4 separate regions of the Sus scrofa genome follow, and regions 1, 3 and 4 are each linked to region 2. Evidence: chromatin contacts called from public Hi-C and HiChIP or PLAC-seq data. All regions are on one chromosome and are shown on one strand. Each heading gives the region's core, a stretch centred on a gene start, on an enhancer-like site or on the middle of the called end of the contact. The rest is flanking DNA. Distances are from core to core; before and after follow the strand shown. Region 1 holds the start of CEP250 (centrosome-associated protein CEP250). Region 2 holds the start of EIF6 (eukaryotic translation initiation factor 6). Region 3 holds the start of TRPC4AP (short transient receptor potential channel 4-associated protein). Region 4 holds the start of ERGIC3 (endoplasmic reticulum-Golgi intermediate compartment protein 3).

Evidence for each region. Hi-C and Micro-C count contacts between places; a contact is called where the count stands out from the background. HiChIP or PLAC-seq counts read pairs in DNA pulled down with a chosen protein or histone mark.
Region 1: an H3K27ac HiChIP or PLAC-seq map of alveolar macrophages shows a contact between it and region 2. The contact joins the promoter of CEP250 here to the promoter of EIF6 in region 2. A contact is called at or near these places in 4 of 5 promoter capture datasets (fetal liver, fetal skeletal muscle, liver and 1 more), 6 of 47 Hi-C or Micro-C datasets (adipocytes, embryonic fibroblasts, epiblast stem cells and 3 more) and 2 of 2 datasets of contacts at active chromatin or transcription factors (alveolar macrophages and skeletal muscle).
Region 3: a contact with region 2 is called in a Hi-C map of liver, with 2.6 times the contacts expected there. The contact joins the promoter of TRPC4AP here to the promoter of EIF6 in region 2. A contact is called at or near these places in 3 of 5 promoter capture datasets (fetal liver, fetal skeletal muscle and liver), 6 of 47 Hi-C or Micro-C datasets (embryonic fibroblasts, fetal heart ventricle, liver and 2 more) and 1 of 2 datasets of contacts at active chromatin or transcription factors (alveolar macrophages).
Region 4: an H3K27ac HiChIP or PLAC-seq map of alveolar macrophages shows a contact between it and region 2. The contact joins the promoter of ERGIC3 here to the promoter of EIF6 in region 2. A contact is called at or near these places in 1 of 5 promoter capture datasets (liver) and 1 of 2 datasets of contacts at active chromatin or transcription factors (alveolar macrophages).

Annotation. Positions count from the first base shown.
Region 1 is chr17:38,807,113-38,811,016 of Sscrofa11.1, forward strand. It overlaps CEP250 (centrosome-associated protein CEP250), which reads left to right and starts at 2,612. Exons shown (of 34, transcript XM_013985307.2): 1 at 2,612-3,499.
Region 2 is chr17:38,641,538-38,645,305 of Sscrofa11.1, forward strand. EIF6 (eukaryotic translation initiation factor 6) reads right to left here and starts at 2,358. Exons shown (of 7, transcript NM_001243577.1): 1 at 2,300-2,358; 2 at 1,955-2,066; 3 at 1,732-1,817; 4 at 1,076-1,251; 5 at 398-574; 6 at 16-197. The coding sequence starts at 2,061. FAM83C (protein FAM83C) reads right to left here. Exons shown (of 4, transcript XM_021078085.1): 4 at 3,448-3,768.
Region 3 is chr17:38,466,067-38,469,754 of Sscrofa11.1, forward strand. TRPC4AP (short transient receptor potential channel 4-associated protein) reads right to left here and starts at 2,224. Exons shown (of 19, transcript XM_003359957.4): 1 at 1,967-2,224. The coding sequence starts at 2,134.
Region 4 is chr17:38,883,264-38,886,686 of Sscrofa11.1, forward strand. ERGIC3 (endoplasmic reticulum-Golgi intermediate compartment protein 3) reads left to right here and starts at 1,567. Exons shown (of 14, transcript XM_021078263.1): 1 at 1,567-1,652; 2 at 2,186-2,256; 3 at 2,376-2,463; 4 at 2,683-2,802. The coding sequence starts at 2,209.

The DNA of each region.
Region 1 (3,904 bases), core at 1,362-3,861, 170 kb after region 2:
TGAAGGGGAACAGTGCTGGTTTTCTTTCAACTGACCTGTTGTCTCTCCCTCCAATGCAGCCTCCTTTGAGGCCTTCTCCCCACTCTAGTCTGGTTTGAACATGGCCAGACTCTAATTGTGGCTAGATTGTCTTTTCCCAAAGAATTCTTGGGTCCCAAGCAATTCAAGGGATGGATATGAACACCCTTTGGTTTGTCTCAAGTGTCCCTGGTACGTCATAGGCTGTTTGAAGGCTGATGTACTTTCAGAGCCTACAGAACCTCTGGGGGGAATGTTACCCACTCTCAGGCATCAGCTAACTGCAGTTTCTGCTCTGGCCCAGACAAAATACCCAGTACTGGGTATTTTTCTGGCGTATAGTTGACTTACAATGTTGTATTAGTTTCAGGTGTAGAGCAAGGTGATTAAGTTATACATATTCATATATCCATTCTTTCTTCCCATCTAGCTTATTACAGCATATTGAGTATATTTTATTATGCTTTAATACAATTTCCAACTTGCTGTTAATACATAGTATTATTATCTAATACTAATACATATAAATAAATGTTTGCTGGGTGAATGAATAAATGAATGAGGATATGTATTAATGAATTATTTTTACTAAGATTAAAGATTCCTGTTTGGTTTTAATCACCTTCTATTCCATTTGCCCTTTGTTGATATGTCTTGATAGTCTGAAACCTATGTTTATTCCTCTTTGTCTTAAAATGTATTGCGCAGTATGTAGATGGATTTTATGTCCTTAACCTTTGTAATACTGGGGCTGATTTCATTCAGCCCATGGATGATTTTTTTTTTCTTTTCTTTTCTTTTTAGGGCTGATCCTGCATCACATGGAATTTCCTGGGCTAGGGGCTGAATCAGAGCTGCAGCTACCAGCCCATACCACAGCCACAGCAACTTGGGATTAAAGAGCCCCATCTGTGATCCACACCACAGCTTGCGGGAATACAGGATCCTTAACCCACTGAATGAGGCCAGGAATCAAACTCACATCCTTGTGGATCTCAACTGGGTTTTTAAGCTGCTGAGCCCCAACAAGAACTCCATGGAGACTTATTTGGCACCTAATATGTGTCAGGTTCTATGTTAAATGCTAAGTCAGACATAGTCTTCTAGCCTCAGGAAACTTAAATTTTAGAGAGGGAGAAAGATAACAGGTAAACCAAAAAAAAAAAAAAAAAGTAGGAAATACTATAAAAAGAGCACTGTGATAGAAAATGATAGGGTATTACTGTAAATAGCATGGTCAGGGAAGACCTAACTGATTTGAGACCTGAAAGAGAGGAAGTTATCAGCTAATCCAAGAGCTCTGGCAAAACTGGCCTAGGAGATGGCAAAGCATCTGCAAAAGCCCTGAGGTTGGTGTGGGTAACATTCCAAATACTGCAGTGACTATTCTTGCACACAACCTGTCAGGGGACCATCTTCTTGGGGTGGATTCCCACACAACTGAGTCTTTGTATCTTTTTTCTCTGTCCAATGTCCTGGATGTTTTTTCTTCTCTTTCAAGATAGTTTGCTTTTCAGATTCATTGTCCTCCCTCCCTGCCAACTTACTATTTTTTTTTTCCCTCAAGGTAACTATTAAGAATTTATTTTGGGAGTTCCTGCTGTGGCACAGCAGCAACGAATCCGACTAGGAACCATGAGGTTGTGGGTTTGATCTCTGGCCTCGCTCAGTGGGTTAGGGATCAGATTAGACCCCTAGACTGGGAAACTTCACATGCAGGGGTGAGTGGGGCCCTCAAAAGACCCCCCCCCAAAGAAAGAACTTTTGTTCTTTTAGGAGAAAAGATACAATATAGCTCTTATTGAAGTGCTCCCTTCTCAGGTTCCCTTTGGCTGTGCATTGCCTGTTTCACTCCTACTACCCATCAATCCATCCGTTCACTCAGCACTTACTGAGCACCTATTTTGTACCAGCCTTTGTGCTGGGTGCTAGAGATACACAAACTTATGCTATGCTTCTCAAAATGTGTTCCCAATGCATCATAATCACTCAGGGTATTTGCTGGAAGACACATTCCTGGGCTCCATGCCTGGTTTACTGACTCTCCATGGGTGGAATCCAAAAGTCTACATTTTGGAGTTCCTGTTGTGGCTCAGTGGTTAACAAACCCAACTAGTATCCACGAAGACTCAGGTTTGATCCCTGGCCTTGCTCAGTGGGTTAAGGATCCAGTGTTACCATTAACTGTGGGATCAGTTGCAGAGGAGGCTCTGATCCAGTGTGTCTGTGGCTGTGGGTGTAGGCTGGCAGCTACAGCTCCAATTCGACCCCCAGCCTGGAAACCCCATATGCCACGGGTGTGGCCCTAAAAAGACAAAAAACAAACAAAAAAACTCTACATTTTAAGAAATACCCGTTATTGTTTTTTAATCCCAATTTTTTTGTCTTTTTTTTGGGGGGGGTCCCAGCCGCGTTGTCGAGGTACACCACAGCTCAGGGCAACGCGGGACACTTAACCCACTGATCGAGGCCAGGAATCAAACCCGCATCCTCGTAGATACCAGTCAGGTTCTTTACCTCTGAGCCACTACGGGAACACCCCAACTCAAATTTTATTTTTTAATTTTTATTTATTTTTTTGGCCGCACCCAGGGCATATGGAAGTTATTGGACCAGGGATAGAAACCGGGCCAAAGCAGCAACTTAAGCGACTGCAGTGACAACGACAAATCCTTAAACCGCTGCACAAGAGACTCTCCAACTAAAATTTGAGAACCAAGGAGTGGAAAAGAATGGCAGGTAAATAAAATTTACAGCTCTAAAAAAGTGCATTGATAATCCATGTGCAAAACACGCTCTAGAGTCCTCTAGAGAGAGTCAGGCTTATTCAGAAAATTATATAAACTGTAGCTCTCCAGTGGGATGCAGGACATTCAGGCAGTCTCCGGTGCAAAGTGTATTCAAATGACATTAAGTAATTATATTATGAATGTTGAGTAGCCTGAAGCTACTTGGAGTTTCGGAGATTGAAGCTGAGTTTTGCCGCGACCAGGAGCCAGTTTCCTTCAGCACGTAGTTAATTGTACTCAGGTTTGGGAGTGGAGCATTGCGCAGGCGCATCTAGAACGAGGCGACCACACACATGCGCCGTATGTAACCTCGAAGCCAAAAGGGATACGATTGAGGGCAAGTGTTTTCTGTTACCGAAACTTCCTTTGCTCAAATAAGCAACCCTGGATGTCTCCATTTCGGGCGAGGAAATCTAACGTCTCTTAACATAATCCCTTCTTTTCTTCTGGGCCACTCTTGTAAAACAGCTGCCAGTACTCAACATGGCGAGAGGCCCCTAAGGCGATGCAGTCCTCTCTGGAGCGCCGGCTGGAGCGGCAGGGCTCTCCGAAAGGGCGGGAGTTTGGGGGGCGGGGCCTGCGCCCCAGCCACTCCGTGAGCCCCCGCCCCGCCTCCCCCGCCCGGCCTCAGCTGCAGCTTCACCGACTCCCGCGCTGAGGAGCACCCTGGGAACCTGCGGGAGCGGAGCGTGGTGAGGAAGGGCCTCAGGGGCGGGCGGGAGGTACCCGTGTTAACGGTCCAAGGCCCAGCGACTAGGGTGCTCCTGGGAATCCCATTCGGGCAGCGGCCTCCGGTTTCCCAGAAGAAACTCAGAGGCCCAAAAGAGGCTGGGTCCTGTTCTGGGGCTCTGGCCCCTGGCCTCCGCGTCCTGCTGTTGCTACCGCTCTGGGCTCCAGACCTTGCAGAAAGGGAGCTTCCCGACCCTGGGGTTGTCAGGATAAGGCGCTGCGCTCTCCTGCGCGTCCCGCTCCAGGCTCCCAGGATTTCGCGACTTCCTCTGCCCTTGGGGCTTTGCATGTGACTGTCCGAAAGTCCGGTCCTACCCGCCGCCCCACTCTGGAACTCTCATTCTTCGGGACCCAACTTAAGTATCACT
Region 2 (3,768 bases), core at 1,108-3,607:
GAGAGGCCCATATACCTGTCAATGAGGGAATCCCGCATGCTGGTAGCAATTGTGCTAGGCTGGGCTTCGTTCAGCTTGAAGACACTCTCCACCACTGACAGCTCTGTGCTGGTTGTGTCCAGGCCACAGAAGGCACACCAGTCATTCACCACCATCCCAGCAGCGATCACCTCGCTGCCTCGGTTCACAGTGCCCGCCTGCCAAGGGACAGCTCAGTGTGAATCTCAGCACCAACAGCCAGTCTCTCCCCTGCTTTATGAGGATACTCACCAAACCCTGCTCCCTGACCCTCAGCCCCAACCCCAAACTGTGACAGGTAATAACCCAGATTCCTGAATACTGGGCAAAAGGGGTCTGCTCCAGCAGAAGACAGGGGCCAGAGAATAGGAATGCTTACCACAAGGGGGACCTGAAGGAGAGAGGACAGCTCATCCTGGTCTTCGATTGAAGTCTTGGGATGCACCAGCCCGCCCTGATTGCTGAAGACACAGTAGCTTCCTACCAGCACCTGATCAGCCACTGTCTGCCTGAAGACTTCAACCCTGAGCACATCAGCCAGGATTTCTTCTGTTTCCTGTCAGCCAAAGGTGCAGTGCTTGGGCTAAGAACAAGCTGATCAAAGAACCCAGGGCCTCCACACCCAGATCCACCCAGGGTGTGACTCCCTAAGCTTCATTCCTCTGCCAGGTAGCTGCATGTGGAAGCTCGCCCGGAAAAAGGAGGGAATACAACTTGGAGCAGAGTCTAGGCCAGCTATGGAGTGTCTAATATCCACACATGCCCGAAGAGCCAGAGGCTGGTCTCCACATGACCCTCCTTCCCTCTAACCCACATTCAAGAGTCACCTTGCAGGACCAGATGGATTAATTTCCCTGACTCTGAAAGGATTAATACCCTCCTTAGCTTCTTCCTGACACTGATCACAATATTCCAAAGAGTGCCTGAACTGCAGGAGCCCAGATATAAAAAGAGACTGCAAGAGAGACCCCTAATTCCTGCCTGATAGGCAAAAACAGTGGCTAACCACTGTCTATGCTAATAGCCTGTGACTCTGGGCCAAACTGGGCTGCCTCACCCTGTCCAAGTCTGGGTGGACTAAGGCCACGTAGTCGTTGCAGGTGGTGACATTGCCCAGGGCTGAGAGCCGTTCTTCTACCCGCCGGATCTGCACTGAATCCGGGAGGCAATTGCGAATGTGTTGCAGCTCCTGATCGGTGGTGTTGTTGGGCACCAGGAGACCATGCCTGTTCCCTGGAGAGACCCATATTAAGAGGGATGAGGCAAGGATGGACCATGAATACAAAAGAAGCCTGCTGAGCCCCAAGGAATCTGCCCAGAGTCAGTGGCCTAGGAGAGAGGACAATCTAATCTTCCCTCACACTAGGTGTGGAACTGGGTGATTCACCAGGCTTCTTTGAGTCTTAGCTTCCTCATCAGTCAAATTAGATCATTAATTCCTACCTCTCAGGATCTTCGTTAAAAAGGAATGAAACAAGTGTAAAAGTGAAACCCCTTAATGTTATTGGTGATTACTATGATCCAGAAGCCCCTTTGCCAGGGATGGCCCCTGATCTTTTGGCACTTAAGCCTGGTCTGGCCCGGGCCTGAGGGATTCTGCAATCTCCGGCGATAATAGATGAAAGCCTGGAAATCCCCGGGTCACTAAGGGTCCCTTCTAGGGAGGCGCTGGGAAGCTCCACGCCCTCCCTCGGCGTCTTCCATCCGGCTTACCCACACACATGCGGCCGATGATGCGGCAGCCGGCGATGGACGCGTGAACCACGGGAATGGTATCGGCCAGCTCTCCCTCGAATACACTGTAGAGACATGAGCTCGGTGGGCACAGGAGCCTAAGGGCCTGAGCCCTCCCTCTGCCGCAGCCCCCGACTCCAAGCACTTTTCCCCGCCACCCACCCATACAATACCCGCGGGCCCGGACTCCCTTCCTACGCACCTGTAGAAGTTCTCTGATCCTCCGATGGCCACCAGGCAGTAGGTGTTAGTAAGTTTGGCAAAGCAGCCGATCTCACAGTTGTTCTCGAACGACGCTCGGACCGCCATGAGGCCTAAGGGTTGGGGGGACGGGAGTTCAGGCGCGGCGGATCCTCTCCCGGGTCCAGCCCCTGGCCGCTGCGCGTCAGGCCCGCCGCGCCCCTCCCTGGCCGTCTCGGGCCCTCAGACCTTGGGTCCCGCCCACCGCGCCCCTCCAAACTCTTCCGCCCCGAATCTTTGGGCCCCCACCGCTCACGACGCAGGGCGGCCCGAGCTGAGCCTTCGGTCTCTCGCCACAACCGCTCACCAGGTAAACGCAATCTCCACACGCGACAGCAGTCCTCCCCAACCCTCCTTAGGTCCCCGTTTCCGCCTCAACCCTAGGAGACTTCCGAGAGAGCGCGGCACACCCAGCCACGCATGCGGCCACTCTAGCTCTGGCCTCCGAGCGGACTCTATGGTTGCAAGTAATAGGATTGCGACCCCACCTGGCCCCGCCTCCAACAAAGCTCGCATTCATTCATTTGCTCATTCTATCAGGAGCTAGGTAGAAAGTACGTCCGGACCAATGCTGGTTGGACGTGAGGCCTCAGAATGGAGGAGTTGGGAGTTCCCGTTGTGGCTCAGCGGGTTAAGAACACGCCTAGTATCCACGACGATGAAGGTTCAATCCCTGACCTCGTCGCTCAGTGGGTTAAATGATCCGGAGTCGCCTCAAAGTGAAGATCGCAGCAGGGGGGCTCCGGATCTGGTGTGGCTGTGGCATAGGCTGGCAGCTGTAGCTCCAATTCGACCTCTAGACAGGAATTTTCATATGCGGCAGGTGCGGCCCTTAAAAAAAAAAAAAAAAAAAAGGATGTCTTCCAGAAGATGGGTTGTTTGATGAAAGTATTTATTGAAGTAAAGTCTGTGGAGGAAGAGCAGGTGTGGGGAGGTGAGGGATAGAATGAAGTGCGGGACAGATATTCAGGCCTGATCTGGAACCCTGGAGAGACTGAAAGGCTGAGATTTGGGACTGAAGCCTGGGGTGGATGAGGAAACTCATGGAAAACGTGTCCACTAGGCAGAAGTGAGACCTGAGGCCGCGACAGAGGCTGAGGAAGGAGGTGCGGCCAGAGAAGTAAAGGAAACCATTGCAGGGGGGAGGATGGATAAAGCAGTGTCAGGGAGGACCCAGAATGGGCAAGGGTGTGGGGGCTGATGAGCTCCCACTATGTGCCCCTAGCACGTGCTTAATCACACAAAGCAGCCACTTTCTGCTCCCCCTCCCCCCCCCTTACCCCACCCCTCCCCACTTCATAGAAGGTAGCTATCAGGAGACCTGCTCTGGTGGACTGGAGGGCATGAATTTGGCCCACATTTTATAGAATCTGCAAAAGCCCCAGAGTCTCTCAGAATGTCACTCACAGAGAAGGCATAGGGAAGCTTGGAGCCCCTATCCTCCCCCCACCCCACCCCCAGCCGTCTGCAGCCATCCACTCTCCTCCATCTGGGAGCCCTCCTTGGATGATGCCCTTCCCCAGTCCCCAGCCTGCAGTTTTATAACTACGCCTTCCTCAGGATACACTAGGCTGCGACTGGGTCATAGCATGTCCACTTTTATTGATTTGTATCACATATACAGTCCCCGGCAGGTGGCAAGCTCAGGAAAAGGACCCTATCTGAGGGAGCCTATATTTCTAGGGACACTCAGCAAAATGGTGTGTGTGTGTGTGTGTGTGTGTGTGTGTGTGTGTGTGTGTGTCAGACTCTGAGTATCCACGACCTCCCCATCCT
Region 3 (3,688 bases), core at 974-3,473, 180 kb before region 2:
CAAAGGACACATTAAGATGAAGTTCCCCACTTTATCCTCACTATAGTTTTGGGAAGGTATCACCCTCTCAACCTCTGAAATAGCTCCCATACCTGTCTGTATACAAACAACTATTGATTACCACAATAACCAGACTAAGCCAGGCTCAAGAACATTCCAGCACCTTCTATGTGATGAGCCTCTCCAGTCTCCTCCCATTCCAAGTCATCCAGCACTGGAAACAAATTTTAAGTGTCCTAAATTGCCCCATTCACTATTGCCCTCAGAACATAGAGGATTATCAAGATCAGTGCTTAGGAGCAAATTACTTAAACCTTCTGAGCCTCAGAGTTTCTTTATCTGTGTTAAGAGATGAGTACTGCTACTTGATTCAAAAGATCGAGGATTAAATAAAGACACTGTATAGCCTGGGCAAGGCTTGATCCAAGGTATATATATGCTCAGTAAAGCTGAGTTAGTTCCCTTTCCACCTGTTCCTACCTACTCAGTAAGGGTCTTTGGGTTAAAGGATAAAGCAAGTATTTCCAGGATCTTAAGGCAAACAGAAAAACACAAAGAGGGAAAAGTTGCTCATCTATGGTTAACTGATGTCCAGGGAAATACTGCTCACCCAGAACTGCTCTTCATCTGTGTAACTTTATACAAACACAGACCACCTGGTTTTTACCTTTTATTCGGTCCTTTTATTCATATGAGTTAATATTGAAATGGTTCAAAATTAAGTCAATATACAAAGCTGTACTGTGAAAAGTCTCACTCTCATTCCCTCCCCCATCCACCCAAGTCCCACCCCACTCCTGAACCAACCACTTTGTTAGTTTCTTGTATATACTTCAAAAATTTCTTTATGCAAAAGCTGTCCTTAAATTAAGCTAATGTTTTACAGGTGTGTTTCCAATGTTAAGTTCTGGGAATGTGAAGGGGGAGGGGAAAGGGCGAGCGGCCTAGGTCTTAATTCACCCTGCTTTACCCTAAAGCAGTGTTCTTCATTCACTCAAAAAAAAAAAGAAAAAGAAAGAAAGGAAGAAAGAAAGACAGACAGACTAATCATATATTGAGCACATATTATAAGCCAGATACCAAGTATAGCATTAATATTAACTGATTACCCTTCAGTTTCTTATTATGCACCAGAAATGTATTTAACCTTTTACACGATTGTCTTTTATCTTCACAACACCTTAACAGGTAGCTTACTAATTATCATCTCCATTTTACAAATAAGGAAACTGAGGCACAGAAAAGTAATTTGACCAAGCAAGAAAAAGCAGGATTCTGAATCCAGGCCTTACTCTACAGCCCTAGCTCTTAACCATGACGCTCTACACCGGCAAAACAGATACAGTCCCTGCACCCGCTGGAGCTCAGCTTAATGTGGAATACAGGCGAGAAAAAAAGTAGACAACAAAGAAATATGTAATTACAGACTGAGAAAGTAATGTGAACAAAACGAATTCAGGTCTGTAACTGAATAACAATGGGAACCTACTCTGGGGTGGGGGTGGGGGGTTATGTCAAGGAAAGGCCTCTCTGAATGACATTTTAGGAGAGAACCTTTTAGGAGCTGAGATCCTTTTAGGAGCTGCAGTGATGACCCACCGCCCAATTCATGGGGGAGAAACTCAAGGACCATAGAGGCTAAAGCAAACTCGCTCAGGGTCCTCCAGACGTGCAGACGTGGCGCAAGGAAGGGAGGATCCAGGAGCTGGGCCCCGGACTCGTACACGCCATCAATGCCTGATGCAGCTCAGCCTTGCTCAGCCCCTAACACAGGTCCTCTAGCCTGCCACTGCCCACTCACTGTCCTGCCGCGGCTGACAGCGTCCGGAGAGCCCACAGAAAGGCCCAACGGCCGGCCAAGAGGGGTCGGGCCCGTACTGCGGCGGCCTGGAAAGGCCTCTTCGCCGGCCCTCGGCCAGCTCCCGCCCGGTCCACCCCGCCCCGCCCCTCCGGGCCGACTTCCTACCTGCACCGCCCGGACCAGGCCCCGGCCGGTCAGCTGGCCCTGCCGCAGCTGCAACAGAATGTTACCAGGCCGCGGCCGGCCGCCCCATCCGCCCCAAGCCGCCACCGTTGCCGCCGCCCGTCGCGCCCGGCCGGCCCCAGATCCAGCAGCCGCCGGCGCCGCCGCCATGTCTCCTCGTCCGACAAACAGGAAGCAAGCGGCCCCGGGGCCGCGGAGATTTCTACGGGGCGGCGGAGGGGTCGCCGCAGCGCCCCCACTGGGCTGACGGCGGAGGCGCAAGCCGCGTGGCAGAGCCGTGAGCCCCGCGGGGGCTGCTGGGAACTGTAGTCTTGATCTGAGGCGGGCAGGTGCGAGAGAGCCTGGCGTCCCCTGCGCCACTTGTTTCTCTGGCCCAGCATTTTGGCGAGGTCCTCTGACGTCGAAGACAAGTCTCTGCGTGCGCACTCTCCCATTTCTTGCCTATTTGGGGAGGTTATAGCCAACTAGCTAGAAGATCCTGGGTTCCAGACCAGGAATCTGGCCGCCTGATGTGATTCCTGCTTGCCTCTTTCTCTACCCTTGACTCGCCACGGACCTGAGCCTCAGTTTCTTGTTAGTTCATTCAGTCGATAGTTCCTGGGAGTCTGTTCAGCCAGTAAATAGTTCCTTGGGGCCCGCTCTATCAGTACCGAACAGTCCTTGGGAAAACAGTGCTGAGCAGAACAAAGTCCCTGTTTTCAAATGCAAGTTACAGGGGAGGTCAGCAAATCCATATGCAAATACACAGTAACAAACTGGGTAAGATGTGTAACTAGATTGTCGTGAAGTTAAATGAAATAATGGAAGGGGAAAGGATTGGTAAATTGTGACATCATATTCTCTGTCAGAGGAAACGTCGTAATTTCTCCACACAGGACGGTATGTTCTCTCTACTCCGAACCAACGTAATCATTTTTTTTGGCAAATTTCTGTGGCAGGATCTCGTCCTCTCCTCTCCTTTTTTCTTCCTGGGAGGGGATCATGTAAAATAAATGAAAGAGGAATGCTGGGTGTGATGCAATAAGGAATGGTGGAGATTGTGCCGCATAGTTTATTGCTCAAATCAGAACATATTTAAGAATGAAAGGATGCTGCTAACAATTACAACAGGACAGCAGGCATATATAGGGATTGTTCCTGGCACACTGGGATTGTGGTCACCATCCTCAGGCCCATCAAAAGGAGTGATCTCTACCCTCTCCTGCAGATTGTTGCTGAATCGTCTAGTTTTTCCAGAACAGCCAAAAAGCTGGGTTTTGATGTGAAATTACCCAGTTCTGAAAACTCCATAGGCCAAGTAAAACCCTATTTGTGACCCCAAGACAGGGAGACCAGGGACCAGATCCAGATATACTTGGAACTTTAGCATGTGGTAAGGGAGACATTTCAAATCAATGGGGAAAGAAAAAAAAATTTAGGTCTTAAACTTTACAGCAAAAGCTAAAATGAATCTCAGACATATTAAGTTACATATAACAAAATCAAAATATAGTTCTAAAGCTGGTTTGTGGTAATGGTGATACATCCCTTATTTGACTAAAAATCATTGGATTGTACACTCAAAATGAGTGAATTTTATGATATGTCAATTATACCTCATAAAATTATGATATGCAAATTATATGAGATGTTAAAAATCCAAGTATAAAAATAGTAGAAGTGAATATGTGGGAATACTTTCATGATTTGGGGGTAGAAAATTCT
Region 4 (3,423 bases), core at 317-2,816, 240 kb after region 2:
GTACAAGTAAGATGATTAACCAGAAACAACCTGGAAAGCTAACCCCATTATCATAAACCCTGAGACTGCTAGACACGTGGGAGTTCTCCTGTGTTCCCTTACCCTGCTGCCCTCTGCCCAGGTGCCCCTTTTCAATACTTTTGTTTTGTTAGTAGGTATGTCTCCTCAGACAATTGATTTCTGAGTGTTTTGACAAGAGCCCATTCTCAGGCCCTTGAAAGGGTCCCCCTTCTGGTAACAAATGGGCACAGAATGGACATGAGGCAGAAAGGAGAGGACAATTTCTGTTATGGTTGTCCCTAGGCATCTATCTGAGAATAAACTTCTCTTGCACTTGGTGATGGTAGCTAATGCATGGAAAAGACCCAGGCTCGGGAGACAGAAAAACCAGACTTTGGACCCCAGCTTTGCCCCATTAACTACCTCCATAACCTTGGGCAAAATCCATTTCTTTGCTTCCTCATCTATAAAGTAAGGTTTGAAATAGCACCTACTTCCCAGGGTTGTTCTGATGTAGAATGGATGACAGCAGTTGGCATATTGTCAGTTTTCAGTTAATATGAATTAGTCCTTTCCTTCTCCCCTTCCTGGCAAACTCCAGGGACAGAAGGGGGACTCAAGCTTCTCTTGAGTCAGACTACTACAAGGCACCCAGCTTGTGTCCCATCTCCTATCCCTGGAAGCGTTCCCTAACCCAGTTTATCAGTCACTTTTTCCCAGGAACTCTGCCCACTGTCTGCTGTACCATCTCTTATCAAAGCTCTGGTCTGGAGTTCCCGTGGTGTCTCTGTGGGTTAAGAACCTGATGTGTCAGGTTCAATTCCTGGCCTCGCTCAGTGGGTTAAGTCTCCTGCATTGCTACAAGCTGAGGCAGAGGTCACAGATGTGGCTCAGATCCAGTGTTGCTGAGGCTGTAGCAGAGGCCAGCAGCTGAAGCTCAGGTTCCACCCCTAGCCCAAGAACTTCCATATGCCACAGGTGCAAGCTAAAAAAAAAAGCTCCTGAAATGATGCCACTGAAATGATTTCACCATGCACCTCTACTAGCCATGCACTGAGAGGCTGTTTGGGTAAAATCAACCCAAAGGCCCTGGTCTCAGAGCACTTTGAGGTCCAGAAGTTTGGAACCAGGCCTTGCCAATTAATGCTGTGATTTAGGACAAGTTACTTAGCTTCTCCATGCCACAGTTTCTCCTCCAGAATATGGATATAAAAGTCACACCTAGGAGTTCCTGCTGTTGGACAGTGGGTTAAGAATCCAAGTGCAGCGGCTCAGGTAACTGTGGAGGCAGGAGTTGGATACCCAGCCCTGCCCTGTGGCTTAAAGAATCTGGCATTGAGAATCTGGCATTGTCGCAGCTTTGGCAAAGATTCAATCCCTGGCCTTGGGTGTAACCATTTAAAAAAAAAAAAAAAAGTCACATCTACTTTACAGGGGTGATTCTAAAATTCTAACTGCAATTCACCTGGGAACAATTCCTAGCGTTTCTGATTCAGCAGGTTTGTGTTAGGGCACGATAATTTGCGTCTCTGATTAGTTTCAGGTGATAATGAGGCTGCCGGTGGGGGACACTTTGAGAACCATTGTTCTAGGAGGTTCCAAGTTGTTCCAAGGGTCTGGTGTGAAACTCGGGGCGCAATTCCCGGCATAAGGTAAGTGAATGATGCTATTATTGTGCCTACGTAGCAGATTCCCCCTCGGGTTATCCTGCTCCAAATAAGGAACCCCACCCGCCCCACCGGAGCTCAAGATCCCGGCCTTGAAGGCAGCGCAGAACACAAATAAGACCGGCACCCAGAGGGCGGGGCGACCCGAGTGAGAACGCGAGAGAGGGGTGGGGCCAAGCGTGAGATTTTCTGCGCCTGCGTGAGGAAAGAGAGGGGGCGTAGCTCAAGCGCTCGGCCGGAAGCGGCAGGCCGCGGGGGCGGGTCCGCTGGCGTCCCCTTTCCGGCTGGTCCCCATGGAGGCGCTGGGGAAGCTGAAGCAGTTCGATGCCTACCCCAAGACTCTAGAGGACTTCCGGGTCAAGACCTGCGGGGGCGCCACGGGTAGGCCGTGGCGGGGTCAGGGTCGCTGGGAGAGAGGTCTCCTAGAGTTTGGCCGTGGCTCCTGGAACCTGCCCGGCCTGCTGGGGGCTGAGGGAGTGGAACAGAGGCCGTTCTGACTCTCGCTCTTTGCCCTGCAGTGACCATTGTCAGTGGCCTTCTCATGCTGCTACTCTTCCTGTCTGAGCTGCAGTATTACCTCACCACTGAGGTAAGGGGCGGTGCCTAGCACGTGGGCGGGGCTTGGCATTCTAGGAATATGAGATTTAGTGATGGGAAGAGGAAAGGAAAGGCTTGGGGCCAACTCTTACTGAGGTTGTGCTGCCCCAGGTGCATCCTGAACTCTACGTGGACAAGTCCCGGGGAGATAAACTGAAGATCAACATCGATGTGCTTTTCCCGCACATGCCTTGTGCCTGTGAGTACCTCGCCATAGGTGGGAATTGCAGGTTCCAGGGTTCTCAGGTGGGCCTCCAGGTTCAAGCCTCCAGTCTTAGGTTCCAGACTGGACCCCAGGACAACCTCCTTCCCCTCATCCACTGCTGCCCCAAGACAAGCCCAGCATCCCCTCACCCTCCAAAACCCAGATTCCCTGTCTTTAGGATCCCAGTCCCTTACCCTGACTTCCTGCTTCCAGATCTGAGCATCGATGCCATGGATGTAGCTGGGGAACAGCAGCTGGATGTAGAACACAACCTGTTCAAGCAGCGGCTAGATAAGGATGGCATCCCCGTGAGCTCAGAGGCGGAGCGTCATGGTAAATGGGGGCAAGAGGCCAGATATCAAATTCCAGAGCTGGGCTCTTCCAAGCCCTACTTTCTGGCAAGTGGGTGTGGCCAGCCCAGTGACAAAAGAAGCAACTAGAACCCACAGAAGTCAAGTGGCTTTGCCTAGGGTCCCCCCTCCCCCACCGGCCCCGTTAAGAATCAGAGTGGACTGAAATCCAGGTTTCCAGCCTGTATGTATTAAGAAGAGTACTCTACATGGCTGTCATTCTTAGCGGACCCCCAATCCCTGCTTATTGTGGTTTGAGTAACAGAAGTTTGAGGATCGGTTCTATGTGCTGTTGCCTTGGCAGAACTCCTCTAGGTGAACCCAAGCTTCTCTGGGTGTTTGCTTCCACACTTCATAGACAGAATTCAGCCCATAATGATATTCCCTTTGGAATGCAGGATGGCTTAAGGTTCTTGCATGAAATTGCCTGAGTTCAGATGTAGCTTTGTCTCTTGCTGTTTGTGACCTCAGCTCTTAAGTTAGTGATAAACAGTAGTACCCACCACTTGGAATTGTAGGAGCAAATAAAGTTAATATGTGTACAAGGCCTACTAGTAAAGGGTGGCTGTTCACTTTTAGCTTCTATTCCTCTCTCCAGGTGACC